Linked DNA regions of Mus musculus: region 2 is linked to region 1. The links are chromatin contacts, called in public promoter capture Hi-C maps. All regions are on one chromosome and are shown on one strand. The core of a region is the stretch at or near the end of the contact, and the rest is flanking DNA. Distances in the headings are between cores, read along the strand shown. Region 1 holds the start of Plcd3 (phospholipase C, delta 3). Region 2 overlaps Map3k14 (mitogen-activated protein kinase kinase kinase 14).

The links. Promoter capture Hi-C pulls out the DNA fragments that hold promoters and counts their contacts.
Region 2: a promoter capture Hi-C map of neutrophils shows a contact between it and region 1, with 2.9 times the contacts expected there. The contact joins the enhancer-like site here to the promoter of Plcd3 in region 1. A contact is called at or near these places in 7 of 39 promoter capture datasets (the C10 cell line, the HPC-7 cell line, embryonic stem cells and 4 more), 1 of 15 datasets of contacts at CTCF or cohesin (embryonic stem cells), 33 of 484 Hi-C or Micro-C datasets (B cells, the G1E-ER4 cell line, the HL-1 cell line and 14 more), 8 of 115 datasets of contacts at active chromatin or transcription factors (the HPC-7 cell line, embryonic stem cells, microglia and 1 more) and 4 of 9 other capture datasets (adipose tissue, liver, macrophages and 1 more).

The regions. Positions count from the first base shown.
Region 1 is chr11:103,099,580-103,104,241 of GRCm38.p6, reverse strand. Plcd3 (phospholipase C, delta 3) reads left to right here and starts at 2,584. Exons shown (of 15, transcript NM_152813.3): 1 at 2,584-2,862. The coding sequence starts at 2,712. Acbd4 (acyl-Coenzyme A binding domain containing 4) reads right to left here and starts at 2,554. Exons shown (of 11, transcript NM_025988.2): 1 at 2,454-2,554; 2 at 1,146-1,560; 3 at 598-716; 4 at 222-342; 5 at 136-149; 6 at 70-134. The coding sequence starts at 679.
Region 2 is chr11:103,246,688-103,251,349 of GRCm38.p6, reverse strand. The region is part of intron 1 of Map3k14 (mitogen-activated protein kinase kinase kinase 14); the gene reads left to right. Among named protein-coding and RNA genes, the nearest start is that of Map3k14, 18 kb to the left of the region's middle. Within about 2 kb of position 2,254, at least 106 of the 459 cell types and tissues checked have an H3K27ac peak or open chromatin away from gene starts, as enhancers often do. A contact at or near this core is called in B cells, the G1E-ER4 cell line, the HPC-7 cell line and 9 more, where this site is marked.

The sequences.
Region 1 (4,662 bases), core at 1,335-3,834:
TGGAAGCACATCCCTGGAAGACTGAGGGGCAAGCCACCCTTAGGGACAGAGCACCACAGCCCTCACTACCTTCTGTGCCACCAGCTTCATCTCAGAGATGTAGGCAGACATGGCTTCCTCCCTGCTCATCTTGCCTGTTCCAGGCATCCCTAGGAGGCAGAGGTCCATGAGAAGTCTGGGTGACAGATGAGGCATTTGTACCCTGCAGGAGGGGAGCTCACCACTTGTAACGTCCAATGGGGTCCCAGAACCCAGGCCGGGGGACCAGGCAGGGCCCCATGGTAGCCTGCTTGTAGTAGCTGTAGAATCGCAGCATCTCTTCATAGGAGGGGCGGTAAGAGCCTGAGCAGAGGGTTGGGAAGGGGAGGGTACCTCATCAGCCCCAGGTCCAAAAGGGAGGAGGCTGCACCTTGGAAGGGCAAAGGTGGCCCCGGATTTCACTCATAGCATCTAAGACAGGAAGCAGAGGGGACCCCACCACAGCCTAGGGAGGAACTTGTTTGTCAACATTTGCAGGGTACAGGCCCAGTTTCATCTCATCTCGGGGTCGGAGCCCAACCATCGTGAACCCTAAAATGCTGATCTGTACAGGCTCACCATTCTTAGGCAGGTTCTGAATGACGCTGACTGCTGCCTGGAACTGTTTTTGACAGTCGGGCTCTTCCTTCTCGGTACCCATGCTGCTTCGAGCTCTGGAGCCCTACTTTGAAGCGACTCTGCAAGAGTGAGTGTCAATGTGACCAGGCTTCATGGTCCACGGTGGCATCCTAAGTAAGCCACCGGACCGGTTCCCAGAGGGGCAAACTTAGTCCTAAGAACGGATCGCTATCCCAGGAGGCCAGAAGTTGAGCTGAGAAGGCTCCTTCTCCTACCTCAAGGCAGCGCCAATGAGGCCAGGGTGGCGAGGACCACCAACTTGGCCATGAGTGGGAGGGGAGGCAGGTGGCAAGGGTCTCAGAGCCACGTACGTCCCCGGATGCACCTCTCTAGACACCCATTTCCAATTCCTGAACAGGCGAATCAGCGAACGAGGAGGAGTCAGGATGGGACGAACAGCCTTCAACCCTGGCTCCCCGCGCCCCAGCCTCTCACTCACCCCTAGGCGCCCACTGCCAGGACACCAGGGTCCTCTTCTCATCACTCACCAGAGGCTTCCGATTGACCTCTTGTTCCAGAGGGGCAGGGATAGGGCGGGATACAGAGCTAGGAGAAAAGCCAACCAGAGGCACCGTTTCGTATTGGTCTTTTATACCCTAACCAGTAAGGAAGGCTCTTTCAAGATTATGCAAATAATGCTATCCTGCCTCGCCCAGCCAGGCGGGGCTAATTTATGGGTGGCACTCCGCACCGCGCGACAGCCCGAGGCGGGCTGCAGCGCCTCCCGGTGGACACACTGATGGTCGCAGAGTCCTCGCGCCCCCTGGTGGAAACCCACGGGAGTGGGTTGATTGATGCGGGCTCCGCCTGTCCGAGGCACCTCGACTCAGCTCTTGGAACACGTCTACGCTGGCAATAGAGGAGAGTCCTGGAGCCCGGCGTTCCGCAGAAAGGACACTGGAGCTGAGTTTTGGAAAAAGTAAGAGTGAACCAGAAAAATAACAACAAAAAAAAGGAACACTCCTGGAAGGAATCAAGAGATCAAGCAGAGGCGAAGGTTTGACAAATAGTAAGCAAATTTAAGATCGCAGTGGTGATGGGGACTTAAGCTAGTATGAAGAATTGTCGGGACTTGGATAAATGAGGAAAGAATACAGCGGGACAAGTAGATGGAGATTCTAGGACCCGAAACTCGCTACTTTTAGCGTGGGAAGCCTGGCTGTAGGTCGCGTCCAAGTGACAATATTCGACCAGCTCGCTGCCCCTATCCAAAGCTCGTGCTTGAAAGCCACATGCACACTCCACCCTTTCGCATTCACAAGGGTACGTCTAACACTACACCGGCACCCGTACAAGGAGGTTTTCCTTGGCTGACGTCATCAACACCTTGGCAGAGTGTTGTGCAGATCCCTTGACCAAGGATGGAGTGTCGCTCTGGGGTACCAAGCTTCTGGAACTCTAAACTTAGTCTCATCTTAGTCTTCAGATCGGTTGGCCGCAAGGCATCCACCTTTGAGGACTGGCTATTGGCCCCGAGCCCGGAGATTAATTCATGACGTCACTGCCCGAGCCTCTCGTCCCCATTCCTGCGCAGCTCTGCTTCAGAATTCTATGGGTTTCCTCCGTACTAGGACCCTGTGGCCCGGGACGATCTCCTATAGATCTGTCCCTTGTCTGGCTCCCTAAGGGACCCGGCTAAGGTGGATGGACTAGGGTCCTGAGTTCCCAGAAAAAATGTGTCTGCGCCGGAGGACAAACCTATCCCTCCGGGAAATTCAATTCCCTTCAACAGGGACTCTGGCCAATGGTAGAAAGGAGATCCGGGGACCTCTAAGGAAATGGAAAGACCGACTCACTAGTAGGGGCGAACGCGTAGACACCAGGGCGCGCAGCTCCAGGCCTGGGGTCCCGCAGGCGCCTCGCACCGCCTAAGTTCGGCCTCGCTCCGCCCACCTCCACCTCGTCCCTCCCTCTCTCCCTCCTCCCGAGGTCTCCTCCTCCTGACTCCTAGGGCGCCGCTAAGTTTCTTAGCTCCGGACCGCGCCGCGGGCTGTGTTCCCGTTGCCCGGTTCTCACGCACAGATCCCGGGCCTGGCCCTGGGCCCTTCGAGACCATGCTGTGCGGTGGCTGGAAAAGGAGTCGCCGCTCGCCGGAGGAATCCCGGGTGTCCGCCCAGGTCGCAGCGCCCCTCGCGTTCCCGCCCTCGCCCGCGTCGTCGGACAGCAGCACCAAAAGGCCTGGGCTACGGGCACTGAAGAAGATGGGTCAGTGACACACAAGGATGGGTCCGGGTGGGCGCGCACTGTCTCTAGGGACAACCTGGACGGAGCGGGGTGTACGGGCCACCTGGTTTGCCAGGGTGCTTGGAATTGGGGAGGATCTGACCAGGAGCACCAGCACTGTTCCAGTTGGGGTTCACACCTGGGGTCATCAGACTTCCAGGCTGTTTTAGAAGGCTTGGATGCCCCCGGTGCATTCTCACCGGGAGGCGCTCGCGGGGCCGTGCTGGGGTGAGAATTTGGGACTCGGGGCATGGATAGGGTTGCTGGAGAGTGAGGAGAATGGACTGAGAGATAAAGCTTGGAGTTAGGTTGGGGATGTAGCTCAATCGGTAGAGCTCTTAGCTCTGGGTTAGATCCCCAGTATCACAACGACTTACTGTTGTTAATCTCCCAGCACTGGCGAGGTGTCAGTAGGAGGATCAGGAGTTCAAGGTCATTCTCTGCTACAAAGTAAAGTGTGTGTGTGTGTGTGTGTGTGTGTGTGTATGAGTCTGGGGTCTATGAGACTCTGTTTCAAAAAAAAAAAAAAAAATACAATGCCAGGCAGTGGTGGCGCGCGCCTTTAATCCCAGCACTCGGGAGGCAGAGGCACGCGCACGCGGAGGTACGTACATTCATCTCCCAAGTGCTACTTGAGGTCTGTGGGCATCTTACAGCACCTGCTGTTCTTGATCCTGAGGGGCTGTTTACAGATGGCCTCTGCGAGATTCTAGACACCCAAGCCAGCCCTGTAACCCTCAGGTCTTCTCTGCCAGCAGTAACAAAGCCCTGGCAAGACCCGGGGCAATGGTGCGAAACAGTCCAGCTTCCTATTTCAGAGGTGAGAGGGAAGTCACTAGTCTTCAAGGAGCCCTCGAGTCGGCTCAATACCGCTGTGGTTTGCAGGTGTGGTGCTAAGCTCACCTTCCTGAGGTAGGTGTCCTGCACCCCATTTCACAGAGGAGGAAACTGACTCAGACATCAAAGAATCTAGTCGGGGCCACTCAGACTGTGTGCCATCCCAACCTACACGCTCAGAGTCTCGGCAAAATGGGACTCCCTGGGCTTGAACAAGGAGCATTTTATAAACTGTGAAGTGCAGGAAACTGAAGTGGTTTCTCAGGACTGTCAACCTGGTGACAGAACTCAGGGGTCCCAGATGCCAGCCTCCCCGGCTTCCCTCTCAGCTGTGCCCTCCTCTTCCTCATTCCACCAGAATGTATTGGATGTCCTCACCATGAGCATTGTGCCTGGGGCAGCTCTTCATCCTTCTCCGGTCCAGTCATTCAAGAAGTCAATATTTACCTACCATACAACAACAAACACAGCACACGCGGGCCTGTCCAAAGAGAGCTAAACAGCTCAGTACTGCTGTCAGAAGACGGACCTTGAGGGAAAGAGTCAGGGAGGGAGGAGCGGACTGTGATGCTGGGGAGGCAGAGAGGACCCCACTGAACCCCAGAGCTGGATGGAAGCTCATGTGAAGAGGAGAGAGGTAGACAGACACCTTAGAGTTTCTCTGAAGTTTGGGTGGTGCTAAGGGTCCCAGAAAATCCACTGGCTGAGTTAGAGGAGCAGATGGATAATAGGGTGGTCAAATAGGGCTGAAAGGAGGCAGGGAGTAGCTCGTGAAGAGGTGTTGGGGTTCAGGTGAGAGAGGCACAGAAGAGGAGGACGCACAGGCACGAGGAGGAGACAGGGTGGTGGCTGTCTAATATGAAGTCAGCCGTCTCTGGCTAGAGGTGGCACTAGTGGGGTTGGCTGTGTAAGATGATCTGCCACGGAGGCAGGACAGGGCTCTCG
Region 2 (4,662 bases), core at 1,005-3,504, 150 kb before region 1:
ACACCAGAAGAGGGCATCGGATCCCATTACATATGGTTGTGAGCCACCATGTGATTGCTGGGAATTGAACTTAGGACCTCTGGAAGAGCAGTCAGTGCTCTTAACCGCTGAGCCATCTCTCCAGCTGGAAGTTTTTCTTAAACTTTAATGTGCATATATAACCATAGTTTTTCAAAGAAATTTGCATATTTTCACATGTAAATTTCTCCCAAAAGACAGGATTTTTCTTCTTCTTCTTCTTTACATTTCGTTCTTTTATTTGCTGTGTGTGTGTGTGTGTGTGTGTGTGTGTGTGTGTTTTGCCTGTGTGTGTCTGTGTACTAGGTCTGTTCTTAGTGCCTCCAGAGCTGAGACGAACGCGGCAGCCCTTGAAACTGGCATTACAGACGCTTGTGATGCTCTGTGTGGCGCTGGGACCTGAACCCGGGTCCTCTGGACGAGCAGCCAGTCCTCTGAACCTGAGCCGCCTCTCCAGCCCCTTGGGATGATTTTTTTCTTTTACACTCAATTGTTAATTAAGTTGACCAACATATTACACCAATTCCTGTGCCTATTATTATTTCTTACATTCCACATCCCTTTTTCTGGTTTAATTTTCCTCCTTTCCAAAGCATATCCTATAATTGTTCTTTTAGTAAAGACAGTGCCTGTTACCTGAGGTTCTTGTATGTGTGTATATGTCATGTAGAGATTGTTAAGCATCTTTAAAAGGAAAATGAAGGGGCCTATTAAAACTCATCAGCTTCATAACATAAAAATCATACCACCAGCAGCAGGTGGCAGTGCTACTGGATTAGAAGTCTGACTTGTTTCTTGATGATTCAGCACTTACTGACAGACTGGGGACCCCTCTCCCCCCATTCTTAATTCTTGGGCTTCCTGCCTACAAGGACTGAGAAATGCTACCAAATTCAAATAGAAATAGGACCAGTCTTGTAGCTAGTTAATATGGCTCAGTTCCTGGATTCAACAAGATCTGCCGATCCTTGAGTGCCAGGGACACGGACTAAGAATATTGTCGTCTGAGTTCTAGGCCCACATCAGGTTCTCTAGTTGTCTCTGTTTAGTCTCATTTGCTCCAGCAGCTGACTTATCTCTCAGCCTTTGTTTCTTCATCTGTCAAATGGGAATAAGGATAATAACCTCGCAGTAACCGTCAGGTGCATCTACAATACAGAAAAAGCACCTAGCACCGTGCCCAGACTGGTGTAGCCCCTTATGCGGAGTGGTCAGTCGCCAAATGAATGCAGGAGGCCAATGTAAATGGCTTCCCAGGAGGAAGGGTAGGGCAGATCGGGATAAGCGCTCTGTACAGAAGAGAGAGGAGCAGGGAGAGTAAAGGAGACTCAGGCTTGCCCATGGCCACCCAGCTCCACAGGGTAAAGGGACCATTCTGGCTAGCTGGGTGCCAGGGAAGGCAGGGGGGCAAACAGGGCAGAAAGGGAAGTCAGGACAGAGCAGGTGTGGGGCACAACTGGCTGAAGAGCCATTTGCAAGGGCAGCTCGTTCTCGCAGGCACTTGCCCTAGGTTCTCCCTGGCTCTGCTGTCCCTCCTTTCTGTTAGGCTGAAGCTTAGCTGGGCTGGCCTGGTGGCTAGGCCAGCCATAGGCAGAAAAGAGGAAGCATCAGGACGACACTGGTTTCAACCAGTATCTTATTAAGGAAGTCGAGGCACCCTGCTTCTGCTATTTATCCCTCTGGGCATTCAGAGGATGAGTTCTCATTTCCAGATGAAATCGTTTGAGAGGGCTTTGCTCTGGCCCTTCGGTGGACATTTTTGAGATGGCCTGAGAGAGGTTTTGATTTCTCTTTTGAGGAGGGTGAAGGGAATATGGAATGCCTTAGGTGAGGCTGTGGACACCCTGTTTACACGAAGCAGAAACACAAGAGGGCCCCAGCTTTACTCACAGCCTGCTAAAGCACAACGGGACAAAAATGGATTTGGCATCTTCTGTCAGCTAGACTAGCTCCAGCAGGGTGCTCTCTACTCAAAAGAAGTCGGGACTCTGACTTCCAGAGAGAAGTCAGAAAACACAAGGTTCCTGAGGCAGGGGCCAAGATCACCAACACCTCTAGCTGGGTAACCTTTTAGGCATGCTGGGGACTTCTTATTTTTCACAACTGAAGAGGTTAAATAATGCTAGGTGCTTAGTAAATACTAGAGGCTATTGTTCTGCATTGGAGTCGCCCGGCCCTTAATCCTGACCTGGTGTGTTCTGGGAGCTCAGAGAACCTCAGAGCTTACCTAACTCTTTCCATGGTGACCTGGGGTTTTCTGCAGAGGTCCTGGCTTGAGGGAAGGAAGGCCAGAGTGGGTGGGGCGTCCTGTCCACCTCCATTCACGAGGGCAGCTGTTTCTGACAGGAGTTACATGAGGTTGCATGCTACTAGCTTCCATAAGATAATGAGTATGATTTCATTTGACAAAAATACCCCCCCCATTTTTTTTAATAAAGCTAGAAGCTATAGCTTCTGGTTCCCACCCTGGCGTTCTCAGGGTAAGTGTACTTACTAAAAGAGGGAAGTGAAATATGATATATTTTACAAAGGTTATTTTCTCCAAAGGCCAACATTTAAAGTGTTACTGTGGTACCTTTCAGCGAATCACAGACTCATTTAGCCTAAATCTTATTTCTGTCCGAGGATCTTGCTTTCCATCTGCGTTCTCCAGTGTGTACCAGAGGAACTGAATCTGCATCGTATTACATTGTAATTAAATGTCCTGCTGGCTATTAGTAATATAGAGAGGGGTCAAATGGCAGACCTGACCCCAAAAGCTTTGTCAGAATACAGATTCTAAGAGGCTAGAGATGGTTTCATGGCTAAAGAGCACAGGCTGTTCTTCTAGAGAACGCAGATTTGATGTCCAGTTACAGATGCTCGCTCACAACCATCTGTAACTCTGGTTCCAGGGAATCGGATGCCCTCCTCAGGCCTCCACAGGCACCAGACACGGTGCTCAGACATACGTGGAAGCAAAGCATCCACGCATAAGAAATAAAAGTAGAAGGACAGGTCCTGGGACAGGAGGGATGGCTCAGCCATTGAGGGCATTTGCTGGTCTCTCAAAGGACCTGAGTTTGGTTCTCTGCTCCCGGGTGAGGGGGCTCACAACTGTCCTGTGACTCTAGCACCAGCAGACCCCACCGCCTCTTCTGACCACCACAGCATCCCCGATGTGTGTGCAGATAAAATTAATTCATTACTTTTTAAAGGTTCAGATTTGTAGCCAGACGTGGATGGCACATGGTTGCTGCCGTGCAGGGGGCGAAGACAGGGAGGCAGACTTCCAAGAGTCAAGACCCTCAACCATATCTTAGAGTAAAATGATTTCTTGTCACATAGCGCGTGCACACACACACAACATGGTGCAGATGCTGAGGTCAGAGGGTAACTGTGGCAATTGGTTCTCTTTCTCTACGCTGTGGGTTCCAGGAATCAAACTCAAGTTCTCAGGCTTGGCAGCCCCTCCCCAAAAAAATGTTTTCCTGAAAAGGTCTGGGAATGTAACATGCCTCGGAGAGAGAGTGCTTGCCTGATCCGTGTGAAACCCTGGTTTCAGTCCCCACACTAAGAGACAAGCAGATTCTTGGCCTGCAGCCCGGTTCCTCTTGAGTGGATCTAGCAGAAGTGCTTTGTAAGAAGTCATCTGGGGCTGTAACCAACTCCTGCATGGGAAAGCTCACTGTGGGAGGGATGCAGAGGTATGGCTCAAGCATGGAGCCCTGGCCCTGCCCTGGCACACTGGAGCAACACCCTGTGCCCCGTATACACTTGAGCAGCTGGCTGAGCACCATGACCCTTTCCCTGGAAAAATACAAACTGTGTCTTGCTTGCTCTTGTGGCTCCCAGACCTCCTTGAGCCCAAACCAAGAACTGCTCTTTTTTTAAAAAATCATGGAAATATATATAATATATATATATATATATATATATATATATATTATATATATAATTATTTACATCCTGAATGCTGTCCCCCCTTCCCAGTCTCCCCTCCCCTTCGCCTCTGAGAGAGGGCAGTCCCCTCCCCCATATCCCCCTACTCTGTTGCATCAAGTCTCTGCAGGATTAAGTGCATCCTCTCTCACTGAGGCCAGACAAGGCAGCCCTCTGCTACATATGTGCCAGGGGCCTTGGACCAGCCCAGGTACACTCCGAGAACTGCTTATGGTTGATATAGTAGCACCCAGTCACTTCTGCCCCTAGACTCCTGCAGACCCATTGGGCACAGCAAGAGGGCATCAGGTTAGGTGTATGCATCAGGCCTGAAAGGGTGCTGTGTGAACCCCTGCCTTTTCTTTGTGTGGGCTCTGGGTGTGGCTCTTGCCGTTTCTGTCATCCTTGGCTTCCATACAGTGAAGACAGCAGGCGGCTGCGTGCACTAGAGGCTGAGGTGGAGCTGGAGGGGGGGGGGTTGGGTTGAGTGATACTGTACAGCCTTGACCTCATTTTGTCCCAACTCTCCAGGCACTGCAGGGGAGACAGAAAGGACAAGTTTCAGGCCTGGGAGATAGGGATGAGCCTGTACCAAAGCCCAGGGTTCTGGGAAGAACACCTAGCTACCAGTCCTGGAATTGGGACTGAAATGAGTTTTATGGGCCAGACCCACATAGAAGTAGAGAGGGAGAGAGGAAGCAGGCCTGTCTATATTTGTGGGAG